4 separate regions of the Sus scrofa genome follow, and regions 2, 3 and 4 are each linked to region 1. The links are chromatin contacts, called in public Hi-C, HiChIP or PLAC-seq and promoter capture Hi-C maps. All regions are on one chromosome and are shown on one strand. The core of a region is the stretch at or near the end of the contact, and the rest is flanking DNA. Distances in the headings are between cores, read along the strand shown. Region 1 holds the start of GRPEL1 (grpE protein homolog 1, mitochondrial). Region 2 holds the start of LOC100621287 (MORF4 family-associated protein 1). Region 3 has its middle 27 kb from the start of BLOC1S4. Region 4 holds the start of BLOC1S4 (biogenesis of lysosome-related organelles complex 1 subunit 4).

What was found. Promoter capture Hi-C pulls out the DNA fragments that hold promoters and counts their contacts. A called contact is a pair of places that touch in the nucleus more often than the background predicts. HiChIP or PLAC-seq counts read pairs in DNA pulled down with a chosen protein or histone mark.
Region 2: an H3K27ac HiChIP or PLAC-seq map of alveolar macrophages shows a contact between it and region 1. The contact joins the promoter of LOC100621287 here to the promoter of GRPEL1 in region 1. A contact is called at or near these places in 2 of 5 promoter capture datasets (fetal liver and fetal skeletal muscle), 2 of 47 Hi-C or Micro-C datasets (embryonic fibroblasts and liver) and 1 of 2 datasets of contacts at active chromatin or transcription factors (alveolar macrophages).
Region 3: a promoter capture Hi-C map of liver shows a contact between it and region 1, with 5 times the contacts expected there. The contact joins the enhancer-like site here to the promoter of GRPEL1 in region 1. A contact is called at or near these places in 2 of 5 promoter capture datasets (fetal skeletal muscle and liver), 5 of 47 Hi-C or Micro-C datasets (fetal skeletal muscle, liver, mesenteric adipose tissue and 2 more) and 1 of 2 datasets of contacts at active chromatin or transcription factors (alveolar macrophages).
Region 4: a Hi-C map of omental adipose tissue shows a contact between it and region 1, with 2.1 times the contacts expected there. The contact joins the promoter of BLOC1S4 here to the promoter of GRPEL1 in region 1. A contact is called at or near these places in 5 of 5 promoter capture datasets (fetal liver, fetal skeletal muscle, liver and 1 more), 23 of 47 Hi-C or Micro-C datasets (alveolar macrophages, blood, brain and 13 more) and 2 of 2 datasets of contacts at active chromatin or transcription factors (alveolar macrophages and skeletal muscle).

Annotation. Positions count from the first base shown.
Region 1 is chr8:3,796,047-3,798,892 of Sscrofa11.1, reverse strand. It overlaps GRPEL1 (grpE protein homolog 1, mitochondrial), which reads right to left and starts at 1,583. Exons shown (of 5, transcript XM_003356847.4): 1 at 1,453-1,583. The coding sequence starts at 1,553. It overlaps LOC110262050 (a long non-coding RNA gene), which reads left to right and starts at 1,664. Exons shown (of 2, transcript XR_002346550.1): 1 at 1,664-1,760; 2 at 1,959-2,846.
Region 2 is chr8:4,121,483-4,124,332 of Sscrofa11.1, reverse strand. It overlaps LOC100621287 (MORF4 family-associated protein 1), which reads left to right and starts at 1,254. Exons shown (of 3, transcript XM_003356844.3): 1 at 1,254-1,475; 2 at 1,594-2,028; 3 at 2,538-2,850. The coding sequence starts at 1,632. The coding sequence ends at 2,015. It also overlaps a transcript of MAN2B2 not described here.
Region 3 is chr8:4,067,699-4,070,589 of Sscrofa11.1, reverse strand. No RefSeq gene overlaps it. Among named protein-coding and RNA genes, the nearest start is that of BLOC1S4, 27 kb to the left of the region's middle. Within about 2 kb of position 1,324, at least 19 of the 83 cell types and tissues checked have an H3K27ac peak or open chromatin away from gene starts, as enhancers often do. A contact at or near this core is called in liver, where this site is marked.
Region 4 is chr8:4,094,515-4,097,214 of Sscrofa11.1, reverse strand. BLOC1S4 (biogenesis of lysosome-related organelles complex 1 subunit 4) reads left to right here and starts at 1,425. Exons shown (of 1, transcript XM_003356845.4): 1 at 1,425-2,700. The coding sequence starts at 1,465. The coding sequence ends at 2,121.

The sequences.
Region 1 (2,846 bases), core at 334-2,833:
TGAATTGCCATCTTTTGGCTACTCCGTGGCTGTACTATGTAGTCAGAAATGCAGCTTGGGAGTTCCTGTTGGGGCACAGCAGAAATGAATCCGACTAGTGACCATGAGGATTGGGGTTCCATCCCGGCCCTGCTCGGTGGGCTAAGGATCTGGTGTTGCCATGAGCTCCGCTGTAGGAGGGCAGCTGTAGCTCTGATTCCACCCCTAGCCTGGGAACTTCCATATGCCGCAAATGCGGCCCTAAAAAACCAAAAAAAAAAAAAAAAAAAAAAGGCGAGAAAGAAATGCAACTTAGAGAAATACAGAAAACAAGACCCCGTTTTTATGAAGACAAACCAGAAATCCTGTGTAGGCACATGGGTCTGAAGCCTGTAGAAAGGAAGGGTCCCTTAGTCTGTGGATGGGGGGAGGCAAAATCCTTTTCGTTATTTTTACCTTTGTCATGAAAAGAATAATCTGAAAACCATTACGAAGCCTGTCATGTTTTCCCGTTGTCCTGACCTCTGGGTGTGACAGCCACATGCTTCGGGCAGAGCCCCCTCGGCAGCACCAGAGGCTCCAGCAGCAGCCAGAGCCCACCTCGGTCTAGCGGGTGGGCGGCTGGGGAGGGCTGTCCGAGGGAGGCTCGGAGAGCTCAGCGACTCTCAGAACTCCGCGCACAAGGCAGCTCTCCCGACCGCCGCCCCCACCTGGGATTCCTCCCACAAACCAGTTCTCAGAGACGAACTCCTGCTGACTTGGACGTCGCCTTCCCGGCAACTAATTCCAGAGGCAAAGCCACGAGCTCCTTTCGACTCGGGCGCTGCCGGGGGGTTGGCCAGAACCGCGGCTTCGGCCCGTCCCCCGACCGCGGGCGGCGCTCACCGGCCGGGCCTCCCATCCGCCCCACAAGCTGCTGCGGGGAAGGCGCAGGTCCCGTCCGGCAGCTCCTCTAATGGATAACCCGGTTCCGGGAAGCGCCTCCCACCCAGAGTGTGCTAAGCACTGGCCGCCCCAACTCAAGCGGCTGGACTTTGAAAAAGCAGAAGCCTCGAGTTTAAACAAACACGGAAGAAGGGAAAAAGGTAAGCGAGGGCACCGCCCCGTGACCCCCGCCGCGGAGCCCCCGCACTTCTACCCCGGCCGGGCAGGCGGGGACGGAGGCGGACCGGGGCCGTGCGCCCCTGCCCGCGCCTCGGGACCCGCGCACGCGGCCACCTCCGGCCGGCCCTGCGGCGGGGCCCGGCTCGTGCTCGCGTCGGCGTGGCCTCGGGCAAGCGCGGGGCGCCGTCCCGCTCGCTCCGGCCCCACAGCGCGTGCAGCCCGGGTGGTGTCCGTGCCCTCCGTCCGGGAACCGCTGTCCACGACACCCACGTCCTGGACAGAGCAAGGCAGGGCCCGCGGCGGCGGACGCGCGCGGGGACGGCACGCGCATGGCGCCCCTCCTCACGCCGAGTAGCGGGCTCCCTTTACCTGAGAGACAACGCTAAAGCCGAGAGGCTGCGCCGCGCCACCCTCACACACGGAGCCGCCATGACTGCCGCCGCCGTCAGCCCTGCGCGCGCCACAGGCATGCGCGGGAGCCGCTGGCCCGCCCCCTCGGGGACCCAGCCCCTCGCGCAGACTCCGTGCTGGCCTTCCCGCCCAACCACTTCTCCTTAGCCAATCCACCGCCGCTTCTCCTCTGATGGACAGACTATACTCACCAATGATGCCCGTCCTGACGAAGCACGGGCCTCTCTCCCGGTGGGCGGGTCTGAGGCCTTCGGGAGACCCAGAAGGTGAGGAGGTGAAAGGTGAAGGAAACCGTGGGAGGGGACGCTCCGAGGGGGTGGGGCGCCGGAAGTGCGTACGTTCGGGGCCTTGAGACTCGCGAGCGCGTTTTCCGGTCTGGCTGCGCCTTGCGTGTTTCGGGTCGTAGTTTGCTCTGGGAGCCGGCGAGGCTCTGGGGCGGGCCTTTGACCTGTTCTCGCTCTCAGCCCGAGCTCCTGGGACGGTGCCGCGCGCCGGGCGTCAGTGTAGGACAGATGCACATAGGCCAAGGACAAAAGCACGTCTACTGGCAACCGCAGCACTGCAGAGAAGTGCGGCTAAAACAGCGCTGGGGGGGCTCTGCCCCTTCTGCTGGCGGCTCCGCGGCGGAGGGCGGAGGGCCGGTGGCTGCGGAGACGCCGTCCTTACCCCACGACCGGGAAGCAGATGCTACACCGCGCGGCAGCGTTGGTGCTGGTGAGGAGGACCGCGTGCATGCTGTTTTCTTTGCCCTCTTAATTTTCTCAGTGAAACACAAAACACAGTAAGAATAGCACCGAGGAGAATTTTGGGGACACAGTGAACATTCATAAATACAAATGTTTTTGTTAATCTAACAAAGGCCCGCGCTGTATCACGTGCCACGAAGGAGCCGAGGTGCTGGACAGGGAGGTGCTGCCTGTTCTGTAGGCTGCTGCCCCTAAGCGAGCCGCCCTTGGGAGCTCTGTCCTGGCTCTGCTTCAGCACTGCTTGACCTCCCGTCTTCTCCGCAGGATGGGCCCTGGAGCCTGCAGTGTCCCAAGTGGAGTGCTGCCTGCATGTCACACGTGTAAGGGTCAAACCTCTGTTCTTCTGCTTTGTTCCCGTTAAAAGCATTCATCATGTTAGGTGACTGCTACTCTGGGCCTGGCCCCGTGCCACCTGCAGAAGGAGGCAAAAGGTCAAATCCAGAATGTGGAATTTTCTCTTGCACACATGAGTCAGTTATTAGTTAGGGGCTTGAAGGGAAAATAAAAAGTAGGACGGATAATAAAAGCATAAAAACATAATGGAGTGGAATGCGTAGACTTTATTTGCATCACGATAGAACAAACCAACTGTAAAAAAAAAAAAAA
Region 2 (2,850 bases), core at 5-2,504, 330 kb before region 1:
AGGATCTCATTGCTTATCCATTTTAAATGTAATCATTTGCATCTAACCCCAAATCCCCGTCCATCCCACTCCACCCCCCCCCACCGCAACCACAAGTCTGTTTTCCATGTCAGTGAGTCTGTTTCTTTTTTTAAAATTTTTTGTCTTTTTAGGGCCGCACCTGCGGCATACGGAAGTTCCCAGGCTAGGGGTCTAATCAGAGCTGCAACTGCCTGTCCTACACCATAGCCACAACGCCAGATCCAAGCTGCACCTGGAACCTACTCCACAGCCCAGGGCAACGCCAATCCTCAAACCACTAAGCAAGGCCAGGATGCTAGCTGGGCTCATTACCGCTGGGCCACAACAGGAACTTCCCTGTTTCTGTTCTGAAGATAGGCTCATTTGTGCCATATTTTGGATTCCACATATAAGTTACACGATATTTATCTTCCTCTTTCAGACTTACTTCACTTAGCATGAGAATCTCTAGCTGCATCTGATGGTTGTTTCTCTTCATTCTTCACTCGATTATATTCAGAACTGGGAGGTGTGTCCCCCACCTGACTGGAAAACAGAAGCCGTATCACTTGTGCAAGCTGGATTCCTGATTTTTTTTTTTTGCTATTTTGTGACTAGGTCAACAGGCCAAGAAATCATCATACGTTTCCTTAAAATTGTCTGTGCAATGAATGTTAAAGCAATATACTACCCTGTGCCAAGTTCTGCTCTAAACCTCTGAGACAGAGTAAGACCCTCAAGGAGCCTTCAGTCCGGTAAAAGTCGTGAAGACGAGTCCAGTGGGAACGCAGAATAATTCAGACCCGGCCTTTCCCACCCGGGGGTCTCGGTTTCGAGAAAGACACCCCGACACTTCTGACTGCAATAACGAAGAGCAGCCTCTGAGATGTCGGGGAGGGTCCGGCTGCGGTACTAAACGGGGTGGGGCCCTCTGCGTGAGACCGCGACTCCCATCATTACGCAGGACCTTCTCGTTCAGCGCGGGAAGATGGCTCTCAGATCTCTGAAAGCTGTAAACTCCACGCTGGAGAAAAACTTTAAAAGAGCGAGCACCGCAGCGCCCCAACTCCCAAGCCAGGGGCCGCTGGGAGCAGCGCCAGACTGAAGGGGGAGGGGAGAGAGGAGAGAGCGTGTGTGCGCGCGCGCGCGTGCGCGCGGGGGCGGGTGGGAGCAGACGGGCGCGAGACGGAGACGACGGGCCCGGAGGGAGAAGGGAGGGCGTGCGTGCGCGTGCGTGGGGCAGCAGAGGGGCGGAGCGCGGGCCTCAAGGGGAGAGGATGTATCAGGAAGAGCGTGCGTGCGCGCGCGGCCGCGTAGCGCGGATCGCGTCGCCCACCACTGACGTGCGCGCCCCCGCACCTAGTTCTACCCGCGGCCTGACCGTAAAGAGGGGCGGCCGTGTCGTGAAAGGGGCCGCAACACGCAGGGCGCTGGTTGACGGCTAGGACTCCATTTTGTCCTCCGCTTCTCAGCTCGTAAGTCGCTTGATTCCGTGGCTGCTCTGAGGCGAAAAGTTTAAACGGGGTAAAAGTTTGAGAGAATATTCTGGAAGTGTGTCGGTAAGCATAGCGAGTCTCCATTTTCTTTCTGCAGCCGACTCGGCTCCTGCGGTTCCGGAACAGCGGGAGGAGATGCGGCCCCTGGACATCGTCGAGCTGGCGGAGCCGGAGGAGGTGGAGGTGCTGGAGCCCGAGGAGGATTTCGAGCAGTTCCTGCTCCCGGTCATCAACGAGATGCGGGAGGACATCGCGGCGCTGACCCGCGAGCACGGGCGGGCGTACCTGCGCAACCGGAGCAAGCTGTGGGAGATGGACAATATGCTCATCCAGATCAAGACGCAGGTGGAGGCCTCGGAGGAGAGCGCGCTCAACCATCTTCAGAGCGCGGACGACGCGGTCGAGGGCAGGGGGACCAAGAGGTGCGAGAAGGCCGAGGAGAAGGCCAAGGAGATCGCGAAGATGGCAGAGATGCTGGTGGAGCTGGTCCGGCGGATAGAGAAGAGCGAGTCGTCCTGAAGCCGGGTCGGCGGTAAGGCGGGGGCCCGGGGCTGCCCCCCTCTTGGCTCGGCCTCGGGGCCGTGGATGGAACAGCGAGCCCCTCGGGGTGGGAGTTGGGAGGAGAGAGTGAAACATGCTGCGTGTTTACCTTAGGAGGTCTTAGGACAGACCGTTTGTGTGCTTTTTCAGTCTCAGGAAGCTAGAGGGAAAAAGTGGGCGGGTGGGTTGATTCGGTTTCGTCTGTGTGTGTTCGCAACGTAAGGTCACGGTCAGTAGGATCAACTCGAGGGGCATAAGCAAAAGTCCCAGAGAACGAGATCGTGGTAGGGCCCATTGAGCTGGGGTGGAGAGAAATAAATGTACGATTGCTGGAGGGAAGGCTGTTTCTGGACGGTTCCAGAATTCGCTGGAAGCCTGAAAAGAGTCAGATGGCATCCCGGAGAGGTGGTGCCCTGCGGGGCTGCAGGTGTGAGGGCGTTGGGTTGGGTTTTCTTGAAGGATTAACCTGTTAATGCTGAGTTTCTCCCGATTGCACTTCAGGTTTACAGCCAATGGATTCTGGTCCACTGATGGAGATTGGCTGACACCCTGGAGAAGCTGAAACCAGAGAGCCTTTTGTTTTCTCTTTTTTTCTCTGTCTACACTCTTGTCCTCGCTTACACTACGTTTCTGCTATGGTCTGTGGTTAATGACCTCAATATGAGTTTTTGATTGTTAAGTGTTTTTGTTTGGGGAGGTAACTTTTATTTGGAAAACGTTCTCACGAGCAAGAATTAGGGCCTAGATTGTAAGCTCTTGCAGCAGTCACGTTTGTTCCTGGGCTTTTGTTGTTTCTAAATTTTTGAGGTGCTTT
Region 3 (2,891 bases), core at 75-2,574, 270 kb before region 1:
TGTCCACTGAGCCTGGAGCCTCAGGAGAGCAGGGTGCCCAGAGGGACACCCTGCAGAAGCGAAGCCTTGCTGTCTGCTCACTCCCACCCCACACAGCGCTGGGCACGCCCTGGGCCCACTGTGCTCACGGCCCCATCTCATGGATGGGAAGACTGAGGCCATACAGCCCAGCAAGGGCTCTGGCTGCCGGGACTCACCTGCCCTTGGGCCATCTAGACCGAGGAGAGTGAGGGAGACAGACAGACCCCTCCTGGAGGAGAAGAAGCCCTGGTAGCCAAGGGGGCCTGTCCACCCTTCTGTCACCAAACGTTCCCTCACTCCTCCTTTACCCACCTAAGCACCTCGACTAAATAACTTCCCAGAGCCAAGTTTTCTCTCTGAGAAGATTTCCGAGTCTGACGTAAAGAAGCTGAAATAACCTCCATCCCTTTTCATTTGCTCACTCATCCTGTGGCGTAGGCCAGCAGCTACAGCTCTGATTTGACCCCTAGCCTGGGAACCTCCATATGCCGCAGGTGTGGCCCCAAAAAGATAAGGAAAAAAAAGAAGAAGAAGTGGTCCAAGAGGCAGAAGCCCTGGCTGTGGGGCCCTCAAAGGCCTCAGCAAAGCCTTGCCGGATCCCTCTGCACACCCCCAGCCCCCGTTCCTGCGTCTTGGTGGAAGGCCCTGGTTGCAGCTGGCTGGCTGTCTTCCCGGGCCCGGAGCCTGCCCACAGCAGCGGCTGAACAGGGCTGTTTGTGTAAGGGGATGGTGACAGCATCCTTTAGGTGAAACGCCTTGTAAACAGCGAGGGTTCATGCCTGGGTGAGGGGTTATGACAGCTAGAGCACTTCAGGGCTGGGTGGCAGGGTGCAGGGCGGGGGGGGTGGGGGGGTCAGGCGGGCAGGGATGGCGTCAGGCGGCTAGGGCAGTGGCCTGGACTTGGTCCATGAGGACGCTGCTCCTGATTTCAGAGCTGCCCCAGCCGGGCCCTGCCCTCCGACTGACCTTGGCCTTTCTGGGAGGCTGGTGGCCACCCCCGCTGCGGAGGGAAACTGCAGACGGGGAAACTGGGGTTCAAGAAGGGTCTGTCCAGACCATAGCTGCCCAGAAGCAGAACTGGACGTCAGATTCAGATCTGTCGGACCTCTCGCCCTGCATGGAGGTGTCCCATGTGTCAAGCATGGCAAAGGAAGAAGGACAGTAATGACAGTAACAGTTCTTGGCATCCGAGCTTCTCACGCTTAAAGGCAGGTTCTCAAGCGTCATCTCCTGGGGAGCTCACTGGAGGGCTGCAGGCAAAGAGGCTCCGAGTGGCTCTGCCTTGGCCAGGTCCCACCTCCGGGAAGGGCCTGATCCAGCCCACACGCAGCTGGGCCTGGTTCCTGGGTGGAGCTGAGCTGGCGCTGTGGGGCAGGGCTGGGGCTCCCACCCACGCTGCGGGTGAGAAGGCAGCCCTCCCGCCCCCCCTCGGCCAGCCAGCCATGACTCCTGGGTGGCCTGGACATCAGGGTGTGGGCGACAGCCCCAGGGAGGCTGGGGGCCCGGCCCAGCACACCCTCCCTCTTCTGCTCGGGCTGCGTGTCCTGGCCCAGCTCGCGTGCAAAGCCGCCAGGGTCCGTACCACTCTGACCTCTTTTCCTGGCAGTGGCTGCCAGGGTTGGGTCAGGTCAGCCCGGGGTGTCCTGCCAAAGCACAGGTGGCCGTGGGGTCAGATGCAGCGTCCTCTGCCCTCCCCACCTTTGCACACACTGTGCCCCTTCCACAGCTAGGGAGTCTTTCCACGGCTCTCTTATCAAACTCCAACCCGGCTTTCACGACCCTGCTGAAATGGCACCGCCCCCAGGAAGCTTCTAGACTCCCCCAGAAGGAATTCGTCTGACGGCTCTGCCCCTGCTATATCATCATCATGGGTTTAGCCATCTCTCTGGCCATCCTGGCTGCAGCAGCAAAGGCCCCCAGGCCTGTCCAGAGGGTCTCAACGCTCCTATTCCTGGGAGGAAGGTCCCTTTAAATCAGAGCACTTTGGGGGAATGGGGCATAAGGGGGCTCCAGCCTCAAGTCTGGGTTAGGCAGAGGGCGGGCCCTAAAGAAACGTCCAGTCAGATCAAGGGGCTCAATGTCCACCTCAAGATGGGAGGTGGGAGCTCTGGTCATGGCTCAGTGGTAGTGAAGCTGACTAGTATCCATGAGGATGCGGGTTCAATCCCCGGCCTCGCTCAGTGGGCTAAGGATCCGGTGTTGCTGTGAGCTGCAGTGGACGTCACAGATGTGGCCGGGATCTGGCATTGCTGTGGTTCTGGTGCAGGCCGGTGGCTGCAGCTCTCATTCAACCCCTAGCCTGGGACCTTTCATATGCCTTAGGTGCAGCCCTAAAAAGCTGAAGAAAAAAAAAAAAAAAAGATGGGAGGTGGAGCCTGGGTGCTGCCACACAGTGCCAAATCCAACAGCCTCTGCGGTGATGGGTCAGGGTGCCCTGCTCTGCCTAGCAGCTTTGCTGACCCCCTAAGAACCTCAGTTTCCTTTAATCAGCAAATAGCATAAACACTCTGGACCAGGCACGGTTCACTTACTCACGGCACTCATGCAAGCAGGGTGGCACCGCAGTACTTGTTCTACAGATGCGTAACCTGGGTGGGGGACGCAGAGGCTCAGAAGCTTGCTCAAGGTCACCCTGCTAGCAGGCAGCAGAACTGGGATTGGCATTCTGGCCATTTGGTGCCACAGTCCAGGTACTGCTGCCCAGCTCCTTCACAGAGAGCCTTTGCTCATCACCGAGGATCGACCTCCCCAGGAAATCAGAACCCAGAGCAGGGAGGGCTGGCGCGGGGCCAGGAACCCTGGTGTCAAAGCTGGCAGAGCCCCCGGTCCAGCCTCGGCTTTAGGCAGGTTGGTTAACCTCTCCGGGCATC
Region 4 (2,700 bases), core at 176-2,675, 300 kb before region 1:
TGGCCCTGCCACTACCTTTGCTTAAAAGTGCCCACAGGAGGAGTTCCCATCGTGGCACAGTGTTTGGCGACTCTGACTAGGAACCGTAAGATTTCGGGGTCGATTCTTGGCCTTGCTCAGTGGGTTGGCGATCTGGCGTTGCCGCGAGCTGTGGTGTGGGTTGCAGACGTGGCTCGGATCCCGTGTTGCTGTGGCTCTGGCGTAGGCCAGTGGCTGCAGCTCCAATTAGACCCCTAGCCTGGGAACTCCATGTGCCATGGGAGCAGCCCTAGAAAAGACAAAAAAAAAATGTCCACAGGAGACAAAGTCCATTTATTTACTCTGTTCTGTTGTTATTTTTAAAATTTTTTTATTTTTTGTCTTTTCAGGGCTACACCTTCGGCATATGGAGGTTCCCAGGCTAGGGGTTGAATTGGAGCCGTTGTTGCCAGCCTACTCCACAGCCACAGCAATGCCAGGTCCGAGCCGCATCTGCAACCTACACCACAGCTCAGGGCAGCACCCAGATCCTTAACCGACTGTTTGAGGCCAGGGATCAAATCCGCAACCTCATTGTTCCTAGTCTATCTCAAAGAATAAACAGGAGGCTGGCTGTAAAAGTCTAACCTGGAGCCTACCCACCTTGTGCCTCAGTATTATATTTTGACCTGGTTGGAGGTTACATGGTTGTATGGATATGAACAAAACAATAAATGTGTACTTTTTTTTTTTTAAACTATACCTACTGCATATGGAAGTTCCTGTGCCAGGATCGAATCCAAGCTATGAGAAAGCAACACTGGATTCTTAACGCAGTGCTTGGGCCAGGGATTGAACACCTGCCACTGCAGAGACAAAGCCAAGCCCTTAACCCACTGCACCACAGCGAGAATTCCATCCATGTGTACATTTAAGATTCATTTATTGTATTCGTTATACTTTCATATTTTTAAAAAGGGTTCTGAGAGTTCCCGTTGTGACTCAGTGGGTTAAGGACCTATCCTTGTCTCTGTAAGGATGCAGGTTTGAAAAATAAAATAAAATAAAAATAAAAATAATTAAAAAAAACCAAAAGGATGCAGGTGTGATTCCTAGCCTTGCTCCGTGAGTTAAGTATCCAGTGTTGCCGTAAGTCGCCATGTAGGTCGAAGATGCCGCCCAGATCCGTGTTGCTATGGCTGTCGCACAGGTCCCAGTTGCAGCTCTGATTTGACTGTTAGCGGGGGACCTTCTATATGCAGGCGCAGCATCAAAAATATAAAAAAGGGTTCTGAGCATGAACGTATACGCGGGGCCTGAGTGCTCCGGCCGCTGCAAGCGGAGGTGGCGCGGGCGCGCGCACGTGCCTGCGGCGGGCAAGGGACCAGAAACAAGGGGATTGCGCGGCGCAAAGTGCGCGCGTGGAGGCCGGAAGTGTGGCTGCGTGCCATGCGTGCGCATGCGCGCTGAGACCGGAAGTGGGTGGAAGTCTGGGCGTCGCGCGCCATGGAGGGTGACCCGGTTGGGTGCCTGCGGCCGCTGGAGGTGCCAGCGGCAGAGGAGGCGGATCCCCAGGTAGCTTCTTGGAGCGGGGACAGCGGCAACGTGTCCCAGAGCCACAGCAGCGCCTCTGGGCCGTGGGAGGACGAGGGTCCCGAGCTGGGCGCGCCGGGCCGGGACCTGCCGCTGCTGCGCCGCGCAGCCGCCGGCTACGCCACCTGCTTGCTGCCCAGCGCCGGGGCGCGCCCCGAGGTCGAGGCCTTGGACGCGAGCCTGGAGGATCTGCTCACCAGGGTGGACGAGTTTGTGGGTATGCTCGACATGCTGCGCGGCGACTCCTCCCACGTGGTTAGCGAAGGCGTGCCTCGCATTTACGCTAAGGCCACCGAGATGCGTCGGGTCTACAGCAAGATCGACCGGCTCGAGGCCTTCGTGGGGATGATCGGCGCCAGCGTGGCCAGGATGGAGGAGCATGTCGCCAGGGCGGAGGCCGAGCTGGGGACTTTCCCTAGTACATTCCGGAAACTCCTGCACACAATTAACGTGCCGTCCTTCTTCAACAAGGCGCCCTCCAGCAAATCCCAGCTGACGGGATACGAGCCCCCCGTCGTGTTTCGGACAGAAGACCACTTTCCCTGTTGCAGCGAAAGACCTCAGGTGTGAGTCTGCCGCACAGCGCTGCAAGAGGACGCGGTCTGAAATTATCAATTGAAAGTGCTGTTAATAGACATGCACGATGTTGGAGTTTGGAATTTTCAAGTAATTTTTTGCACACTTCATTTCTCACGTCTTCATCTCACATAGGATATAAGATTTTCTTTTTCTTTTTTCTTTTCTGCCCTGTGGCATGCGTTAGTTCTGGGGTCAGGAGAAGAACCTGTGCCACAGCAGTGGCTTAAACTATAGCAGTGACAACACCAGATCCTTAACCTGCCGAGCCACCAGGGAACTCCAGGATACATGATTTTCTATGTCTTCCAGTTCAGACTTGAAAGCTACTTGGTGTGGGGTTTGTGCGGGTAGGGACCAGGAAGCAAAATAAATGAATTTATGTATGCACTGTGGCAGAACTTATTTATTTTACGGCTCAACTAATAGTAATATCTTTTCAAGATTTGCATACTTGTATACACTTAAGAAAACTGAGCCTTTAAAGCCTTGTTAATTTGATCCCAATAGTGATTCAGTTTTCCATAGCTTACTTTTACTTTATTATTATTATTATTATTGTTATTTGTCTTT